2 separate regions of the Mus musculus genome follow, and region 1 is linked to region 2. A link is a contact called in public Hi-C data. All regions are on one chromosome and are shown on one strand. Each heading gives the region's core, a stretch centred on a gene start, on an enhancer-like site or on the middle of the called end of the contact. The rest is flanking DNA. Distances are from core to core; before and after follow the strand shown. Region 1 overlaps Cntln (centlein, centrosomal protein). Region 2 holds the start of Cntln (centlein, centrosomal protein).

Region 1 (5,383 bases), core at 484-2,983, 180 kb after region 2:
ACACCATGACCAAGGCAACTCTTTGGTTTTTTGAGACAGGGTTTCTCTGTGTAGCCCTGGCTGTCCTGGAACTCACTCTGTAGACCAGGCTGGCCTCGAACTCAGAAATCCACCTGCCTCTGCCTCCCGAGTGCTAGGATTAAAGGCATGTGCCACCACACCTGGCTTCAAGGCAACTCTTTTAAGGACAACATTTAATAGGGCTGGCTTACAGGTTCAGAGGTTCAGTCCATTATCATCAAAGTGGGAGCATGGCAGCATCCAGGCAGGCATGGTACAGGAAGAGCTGAGAGTTCTATGTCTTCATTTGAAGGCCTCTAGGAGAAGACTCACTTCCAGGCAGCTAGGATGCGAGTCTTAAAGCCCACACCCACAGTGACACACCTACTCCAAGGCCTCACCCCAAACAGTGCCATTTCCTGAGCTAAGCATAGTCAAACCACCCCAACAACTGATTTCTGAAAGTCTGCCTAGTTCTTGAAAATAAATTTTTATCAGGCAGATCTATGCCTTTTTCTCTAACCTGGGCCTATACTGAGGACTGAGCACAGAGCCTTCCTCATGCTAAGTGCTCTACCACTGACCTGTTACCCAGCCCACATCTTATCTCACCTTTAAACACAATGTATCTGAACCTTAACAAGGCATACTTATCAACTTTGTCATTAAAAATGGCCCTCAAAAATCAGAAAGTAGATACACTTCAGAATATGAGAGGTGGAGAAAAACTTTACAATGTGGAATCATGATTTCCAAAGATGTCAGCAGACTAGGAAGATCCTGTTGTATATATAATAAGACTTCAGAACAGTTCACTTTGAGTACAAAATGTCTGTTGTTTAGCGACTCTAGAAGAAATAGATATTTAATAGTCAATATGTAGAAATACTGTATGAGTCTATTTTAGAATGGACATGCCAAAGAGAATTATACAAGTTTAGCCCCAAGAAGTCCTTCTAAGAAACACTTAACGTAGAGTTCTTAGGATGTGAATCTGAATTCTCACTTTGTTGCTAGGTTAGCATAAGCTAGAGCATGTTCAAGAGAGACCAAGGCAGTGAAGCATCTCAAAATCATTTAGAATAGGAAAATTAGGACAAGCCATGAGCTGTTTTGTTTCCCTAAAGATGTATCAAAGAGTATGTATCTATGTAAAATAGTTTAAATGTATCTACGTGAAAAAGTTATTGTTATGTCCTCTTCAACCTCAAAGCTTGTTTTTTTTCCAAATCATTTTAATCGTGAATATACATTTTCATACAAGTCTCTTATATGCTTTGAACATAGTCCATCCCTTCTCTCCTTTTCTCTCTGTGTTTCCCTAAACTTTTCACTTCCATTGTCTTAGTCACTGTTCTGTTGCTGTGAGAAGACACCATGACCAAGGGAACTCTTATTAAAGAAAGCACTTAGTTGGGGACTTGCTTACAGTTTCAGAGGCTTAGTCCATTATTATCATGGCAGGGAGTATGTCAGCACGCAGGCAGGCATGGTTCATTGGGGGGGGGGGGGGGGTCAGGCAGGTAAAACTACACTGAGATGCCATCTCACTCCAGGCAGAATGGGGGCATTATGAAAACAAATAACAACAAAATCTGTTACAGGCATGGCCCAGTGAAGAAGTAGCTTCGAGCTGTGTATCCTCACCCTCAGGCAGCAGGCACAGAGAGAGACTGAGCCTGGCTTGGGCTTTGGAAACCACAAAGCCCCCCCCCCCCGACCCCCCTCAGTGACACATTTCTTCTAATGAGGTCACACTGCCTAATCTCTGTAATCCTGTTCAAGAGTTTTACTCTGTGATGAATAAGCATACAAATAAATGAGCCTGTGGGGGCCACTCTTGGTCAAACTACCAAATCAACTATCAGCACCAGATATGCTTTCAGATACCTGTGGAAAATCTTATCTGTGAATAAGAGGAAACATGAGATTTGTCTGTTTGAGACTGACTTATCACTTAGTGGTTGTCTCCAGTTGTAGCCATCTTCTTTCAAACAACATAACTTCATCTTTGATGTTGGAAAAGAATTCTGTTCTGTCTTTACATCATCTTCATCCATCCCTGAGTCGATGGGCATTCAATTGGGTTTCATAACTTAGCTTTTGTGAGTAGCGCTGCAGTGTTATTCTGCAAGCATCTCTTTGGCATAGTGACTTGCAGTCTTTTTGGTAAGTACCCACAAATGGTCCAGCTGAACCATATGGGAGATCTAGTTTTAGTTTGGAACTTCTATGCTGATTTTGACCGTGGTTGGACTAGTTTTCATTTTCTTAGGCATTACATGAGAGTTCTCTCTCTTTCATTGATAGCCTTGCCAGGTTGGTTTTGTTGTTATTTGTTCTTGTGATGACTTCCATTCTGTCCGGAGTGAGATGGCATCTCAGTGTAGTTTGAATTTGCATGTCTGTGGTGGCCAGTGAATGATCTTCAAATGTTTAATCGCTTCATTGCTTCCTTTGTTTTTCTCTCTCGAGCACATCACTGCTCATGTACTGTGTATTTTACTCATCCTTATCTGGATATTCTTATAGTCCAGATTGTTACTATGATGCAAGGTATATGAAGGCATGGATTGTTTCCCCCTATTTTATTATTTACTACTTTAACCCTTTTGTAGACAAAAGTTCCTGGCTCATAGCGGGTATACTATTTCAGATATAAGGAATAAAACTATAGCCCATGGTAAAAGGCCCAACAGATAAAAATTTTATACCTTCTGGGGGGGGGGGGGAGGGAACTTACTGTAAAAAAAGAAAAAAATTAACTTGTGTGCCCTGGCTTGGAGACTGGCAGTCAGGCACCATGGGCTTCCTGGACTGATGCTCTGCAGGGACACTTCCAAAAGGGGCTGGTGGGAATATTGTGCTAGGGATCAAGTTTCCTGATGAAGTTCTTGAAATGTATAAGTTTAATAGTGAGAACCAAACAACAGTGATCACCATGTTTGGAGAAGTGCATATGTAACTCTGTCTTGCTGGGGTTCATTTTATCCTTTTTTTTTTTTTTTTTTTTTTTGATTCTTGTATTTTGTTTTGTTTTTAAAGCAGTGATTCTGAAACACAAACCTTTCAAAATTTGGGAACAATTATTGTGGAAACATCCCAGAATATAAGCCCTATCGAAGATGGTAGAAACCAGAAAGAAATTGACCAAACAGAAGGCAGCTGTGCTCAACAAAGAGCTATGCAGACGTACTCATGTGAGGACATCAAGGCCCCGCAGGTATGCTAGCTTTTCTTAGCTCCACAGTACGTTCTTAACCTTGTCCTCTCTATAAAACTTAAATTGATGCATTGTACCACTATTTAAATTTGAATCCCTAAAAAAAAAAAACTGTCTTCTTGAAAGTAGACAGCAAAAATACTCACTTTTGAATCATCTTCAAACACTTGTTTGCAATTTTGCAAAGGTAAAATGAAAATAAACACCAGGTGTATAAATCTTAAGACAGTCTTATTTCAAGGAATAGGAAATGTTAAAAAAACAATAAGCTCATTATTGTGTTTAAGGATATGAACTATAACAAATGAAGAAATGTTTACTTTTGCTAGCTGTCATTGTGATAAAGCTATATTCTTCCTGTGCTCTGCCACCTGACTAATGGTAACTAGCTGGTTTCTACAGACATTACTATTTGGTGGCTGAGGCAGGAGATTAGGAGTACGAGGCCAGCCTAGCCTGGTTTATATAGTGAAAGACTCTAGCTTTAAAAAAAAATTTTTTTTAACTTTTTTGTGGTTGCTATTTTTCTCCATATTACTTAATAGACTGAGTTGTTTATTATCACTATACATATACAGCCTAATGAACTTGTAAATGGAAGACACTCAAGTTCTCAGTGATATGACAAGCATATGTAAACCCTTTTCATAAATCTACAAACGATTTTAACAGAACATAATGAAATGATAGCCAGTGTGTGTAGAAAATATTAGACTTCCTCACCAAGCCCTTGACTGAAATCGAGTCACTTCCTTTGTATTATCAGTTTGCTCCCTTCAAGTTTTGATGAAGTCTCCTCTCTGGAGACTTATGAGTAGGAGACAAAGCCTCTGGTCCCTGGCATTTTGTGTTCACTGCCACTCAGAGTTCATTGACTTCCCGCCTTATGAATAGGATAAATAGTGCTTTGTTGTCTACTGTACTGTTGGAACTTAGAAGCTTCACTTCATATTTCCTACAAATAGAATTGCAAAGAGTATTCTTGTACATTTGTTTGTGAATAAACATGGTCATTTCTGTAGCAAAAGCTCAAACATGAATTCCATACCATGGCTAGTAAATTTCTGAGACTCTGGTCGGTGCCTTTTATTCTCTTTAAGTCCAGGAGGGCTTCAGTGCCCCCACCAGCAAGTTATAGAATCTCACCCTTTGGTCCGTTAGGCTCTCCCACTGCAGCCACTGGCATGTGATTTGAAGTTCACCACTGAGGGTTTTCTTTAGTGTTCTATAATTACCAAGAAATTGAACCTTTTCTTTGTTGTTGTTTACAATTTATAATTCTTCAGGAGACTGTATTTTCATTTCTATTCATTATATTCACAATTTATCTATTTTTCTTATATATAGGATATGCTAGATACTACAGGATTTTGTTGAATATATATAGTATGTATATACATACACATGACATTTTTCCTATGCCTTTTGCCCTCCTACATGGTTCCTTTTCAATAAGGTGGTAACATATATTAATATGGTCTAATTTGTCAACGTCCCCCTTATGTAAATAGGAAGATAGATATAAACTAGTACAACCTACTCTAAATTTTAAAAGAAAAGGAAAAACATCTAGATGGGAACCTTAGGAATTGAGGTTCAACATAGTGTTGAACTCTTGATTTGTTCCTTATATAATGGATATAGACAACTGAGACACCTACATCCTTAAACTGTAATATAAAAAACTATAAAAGTCCCCAGTTAAACCATATTCTTTCCAGCCAGAAGATGCAGAGAAGATTAGCCTAGCATGACAGAAAACTTTACATAATTCACTACCTTGTATCAGCCAAACACTCACTCCACTTCCACCTTCACCTCCATCATTAAAGGCCTATTAAGTACCTAGATCTTCTTGTCATTTATCTGTAAGGAGTTAGCTCTTGTCTCTCCTCTTCCTCTTCTTCTTCTTCCTCCTCCTCCTCCTCCTCCTCCTCCTCCTCCTATCTGGGCAAAGTATAAGAGGATCCACGGGGGAGCTAATGGTAATGACTCCATCTACTTCATTTCACTGGAGACTGTAAAGAAGTTGTGGACATATGTCACCATCTAAGAGATGCCCCTTTCCTTTCTAGCTGGGTGATTTCATAAGCAAAGCAAGAAGGGGACTTTCATTACCTCATATCTAACAAGCTCCCAGGCCTCCTCATGTTGTCATAG
Region 2 (4,810 bases), core at 303-2,802:
ACTCTAGCTTCTCTAATATAGTATCAGACATGGAGTGTCATGAAATTTACAATGACCTCTGAAGTCTCAGTTTCTAGTACAATGCGGATGACATCTAATTCGATATAAGTGAATTTAATTTGAAAACTATTATTGGACTCAGCAAATGTTAGATGTTCAACACGATAGTTCTTTGTAGGACAAGTTTATATGTACTTTTCCTTTTTTATTTCTATGGGTACCTATGTGTGTGGAGACCTGAGGTCCTGCGTCTCCTTCAATCATTCCCCATCTCAGTTTTTGAGACAGAGACTCTTAATGATCTTGGAGCTTGCAGATTTGGCTAGAGTAGCTGACCAGCAAGTCACAGGATCTGGCCTCTGTCTCCTAAATTCTGGGATTACAGGTCTGCCAACATCATGGCAGCCGGCTTTGGAAAACACACGTGGGCTCTGAGGGATTGAATTCATGATTTCACGGCAAGCACTGCATGGGCTGAGCCATCATGGCCCCGAGCCCTACATGCACTGGAAACATGTAATTCTCTAATACACTTTGCAGTGTTGGAAGGATGACCAGAGGCAGTCTTCGGGCATGCCGACTCAGTACAGGCAAAAATGGTTTGAAAATGGTAACTTCACGGTGGGACTCTCAATCCCTACTTCAAATCTCTTCCAAGAATTCTGTAAACTTTTCCTAGAAAACAAAACAAACAAACAAACAAACACCCCCCCCCCAACAAACCAGCAACAACAAAAAAGTAATTCTATCTTTCTGTGAAACTCAGCTCAGCGTGCGCGCGTTCACTAAGTTTAGCACTCTGGAGGAAGTGTCTTAAGGGCAAAGAAAGGTTATTGTGTTTTTGAAGTTTATAGCAAAGCAAGTGAGAAAAGACCAGAGACTAAAAAAGTGAGTCAGTCTCATTTCTTTCATCAGACTCCATTGCTGACTTTAGTTCGGTCCAAGGACACCAAGCCGTTGGGCCTTGTAGGACAAAGTTGCTCTGATATCCAGCCAAGGGATAAAGAAATTGACATAAAGACTCAAAGGAAACCATGACTCTTGCAAAACAAAAGACAAAGGGTGTAGGAAGGATCATAATTCAAGTGGGAAGCCTGCTCGATAGTCCCAGCTCAGCACAAGGCTTTCCGCGTCTCCTTGACTTCAGTCGGTTAGATGTCAGCCGCACGTAAGGCAGCGTTGCCAAGGGGTGTGAAGAAAACACTTAACTCTAAAACCTATTCCCTGATCCTCAAGGAGCTTACAACAGCGTTGGAGAGATTAGCGGGGTAACTAACACTTGAGGGCGGTCAATGAAACGTGAAAAACGAGTTGGCAGAAGCCTTGGAGGAGGAAAGAATTCACAGTTCTGGATCACTGGGGGCTGGGGGCTTGTCAGGAAGGCTTTAAGACGAGGGATGTAAAGTAGGCCCTCGGCGGAGCTAGGGCGTTAGGAGGGCGGGAAAGTCAGGCACTTCGGACTCGGGACAGTGGAGGCGCCAGCAATGAACTTGCTGGTCGAGCCTCCGCCGGCCCGGCGCGCATGCGCAGATCAGCTCAGCCGCCCGCGCTCGGAGCTGGGCCCGCGGCAAGCCCACTAGGAACCGCGATCGCCGGACCAGGCGGGAAAAGCTCCGCGCATGCGTAGGACGGCAGGCCAGGCTCCCCAGGATGGGGAAGGGAAGGTGGAGTTTTCAAGCGGGAACTTGACCCGTTAGGCGCCGCGGCCATGGCGGCGCGCTCGCCGTCTTCCTCGCCGCCTCCGCCCCCGGTGCGGCGGTCCAGCCGGCGGTCCCTGCGCGTCGGGCGCGGAGCCGAAGTGCACGCTGTGCGCAGCGAGGCCTCGGGTCTGGCGGGCGCCGCGAGGGAGGTCGTCGCGGATAAAAGCGACTTACTTTGGAGGGGCGAAGAAGGGTCAGGGGGACGGCGAGGGTCGGGGCGGGCCGGGGCCGCTGTCGCTCCTGTCGCCAGCGCGCCCGCGGGTTCCTGGTGGCCAGAGGGCCTCTCCTCGGAGGAGGCGAAGGCGACGCGATCGCAGCTGCTGGAGGAAGAGCTGAGCAGCCTAAAGGAGGAGCTGGCCCTGTGTCAGGTATCAGGACTGGCCGCCGGCCTTCCTGTCCACGGCCCCGGCCGGGGGCAGCGCCGCCCATCACCGCCGCCCGAGCTCATGCTCGCGGCCCGGGGCACCTAGTGAACCCTCCCGGGACGCGCCCTCCAGGCTCCACGCCCTGCCTCTGCCCACTGTCTGGGCTGCAGGCTCTGTCCCGCTGCAGACCCGGGTTTCGATTTTAATAGGATGCTCTCCAGAGGCTCCTTCCTCAAAGCCCAAGTTCCTGGTGCTGTCTAGTGATACCCAGTGCCCACGAGTGGAGTGCATTCGTGAATTGAAATAAACAGGACCGTGTCAGAAAAATAAAATCCACTGATGGAAATTGCCCGTTTTTAAACTTCAGACCCACACTTAACCCTTGTTCTTACCTTGTTAAACTTAAGTTCCAAACACAACCACAGTTTTTAGAAAGCCCTGGGAACGGGACTACAACCTTAGGATGCTACGTATTCATTTATTAACTTCCAGTGATCCCATAGTGAAGTACTTTCATGTGAGTGTGCCAGAGGAAAGCAGTTGTTAGAGCAGTCATCTCACATTACTTCCCAGATTAGTTTGAGGGTTTGGGGATGGTGAGCTTGCCTGTCCTTCAGTGCAGAGTATTTATTTATTTATTTATTTAGTTAGTTTATTGGTTTTGCCTTCTCACCACCATCTCCTTAGATTTGGCTCTAACCACATATAGGGTTAGGAAATAAAAATGTTGAGAATTCATTCAGTTAATTACAAGTCTTTAAGGGAAAAAAATCGCTGTATTTAAGAGACACTAATTAGGAACCGCCAACACCAGAGACAGCATCAACAGAGCAGCATTATCACGTTAGATTAGTAAAACCTTGAAACTCTCTTACGGTTCTGTTGGGTTCTCTTGCTCCGTTTTATAGGTCTTTTCTGTAAAGACAAGAGAATCGTGTGTAACTTGAATACATCATTGGTTAAGCAGATTGGGGAGCAATGATCAGACTGCACCCCTTTCAGTTACTCATTTTCTATTGGCTGGCAAAACAGCAAAAGGATGTCTATAGGTCAGGGATGAACTAAGGCATTTTGTCCTCTGTAAACCTCGCCCTTGGGGAATTTAAAGATGTGTGCTCATGCTAAAGGCTTTGCTAAAGTAACAATCAATGGCCCTGCCCACATATTCTATACTGTCTCTCTACTCCCATATTTATAACCTTAAAGATGAAAATGTCCAGTATGGTACTGGCCTTGGTGATTTTGGGCACTCCTGGACTAGGAAATGATTGCAATACTTGAGGCAGATGTAAGAAATAGAAATGGTCCTGATTAGCTTAGAATGGCAATTCTTGAAATTTGATAATATTAGGAGATGATCAGAGACATTTCAGTAATAGATTCCAAGAAAGGAGGTTGGCAGTATCAAGATTATAGCCAAATCATTTTCTTGTCATAGGGAGACTAAGGGGAAATAACTAAACTAGTTGTAGCATAACAAAGTTAAACCTTTAGATTTTTCATGTGAATTTTACTTATTATCCACCCATAAATCACAGAACCTGAGAATATTTCAATATATTGTTAGTGCAATCTAAAGTAAAAAAAAATCATTTTATATTTCAACTTACATGGAACACATATATAGGTATGAAACACTTGTATAGGTCTATGCAGTTGCAGAGAGATTACTTACCATAACAGAATGTCATCAACTTTCCTAAGTTTCTTTAAAAATATTACTGAGATTCAAATAATATTTATGCCCTGTAAGGGTCAAACATGCAGCTTTGAAAAAAGAGCTTTGCTACTGAATGTATTACCATGAGTAGTGCTTGATTTATGTTTGTTTCTTTCTTTAATATTTAATTTATTTGATTATTATCAGTGAAGAAGTTTGGGTGATTCCATGTATCACTCTTGGAGCACCTCAGAAAAGTCACATGGTGGAAGACAAATGTTTCTCTTCCTGTGAGCCCCTGATTGTATTATCTAGTTAAGCATTTTTGCATGTGTCCCCAGGTTAGGAAGGAAATTTCATGAAGGAAAGGCTGCTTAGATGGAGTGAAAAGCTGTCTATTGTGTTTACAGAGGGAAGGAGTAGCTTCTAAATGTAGCAAGGAATTTTCATGATGTTTTTATCCCATATTTCATTTTTTAAGAGATTATTCTAGTCTCTTCTTTGTTGCTATGCCGTCTTTCAAGACTAAATCCTTTTTGTGACAACATGCAGAAAAGTATGTGCTTATGCACAGCCATCACCATTTGTAGACAAGTTGATGAAACAAGAAGATGTTGGATTTACAGTGTGTGTGTGTGTGTGTGTGTGTGCGCGCGCGCGTGTATATGTGTGTTGTAGCAGCCAATAGCCAACAACATTTACTAACCATAAACCAGTTTTGGATGAGAATTATTTAGGGCTTTTAAGTGACAGACATGTATGGTCATTACCAAATTCTCATTGAAAGTATATGATATTGGGAATCAGAATATTTGATCAGAGAACCAGTAAGTAACGTTTGTTTGGCTATGTTGAAGCCTTGTCCAGTTACTACAAATAAAAACCAGAAAGACTTGAGAACACATTTTGTAGTTCTGTTCCTCACGGAGTTAGAAGCTATGTCTAATCGAGTAATGTTTGGTCCAATGCCTGCTATGGGCGGTCAGACCCAGCCCACTGCGATAAGGAGCATCCCTAGGCTGGTGTTCCTGGATTGTATAGGGAAGCATGCTGAGCAAGCAAGTAAGCAGCACTCCTAGGCAACT

The links. A called contact is a pair of places that touch in the nucleus more often than the background predicts.
Region 1: a Hi-C map of rod photoreceptor shows a contact between it and region 2, with 2.0 times the contacts expected there. The contact joins the enhancer-like site here to the promoter of Cntln in region 2. A contact is called at or near these places in 16 of 39 promoter capture datasets (the 3T3-L1 cell line, 3T3-L1-derived adipocytes, the C10 cell line and 10 more), 2 of 484 Hi-C or Micro-C datasets (cerebral cortex and rod photoreceptor), 2 of 115 datasets of contacts at active chromatin or transcription factors (bone marrow-derived macrophages and forebrain) and 3 of 9 other capture datasets (adipose tissue, liver and pancreatic islet).

The regions. Positions count from the first base shown.
Region 1 is chr4:85,060,133-85,065,515 of GRCm38.p6, forward strand. Cntln (centlein, centrosomal protein) reads left to right here. Exons shown (of 26, transcript NM_175275.4): 16 at 3,049-3,223. Among named protein-coding and RNA genes, the nearest start is that of Sh3gl2, 140 kb to the right of the region's middle. Within about 2 kb of position 1,734, at least 1 of the 459 cell types and tissues checked has an H3K27ac peak or open chromatin away from gene starts, as enhancers often do. A contact at or near this core is called in rod photoreceptor, where this site is marked.
Region 2 is chr4:84,882,757-84,887,566 of GRCm38.p6, forward strand. Cntln (centlein, centrosomal protein) reads left to right here and starts at 1,553. Exons shown (of 26, transcript NM_175275.4): 1 at 1,553-2,068. The coding sequence starts at 1,709.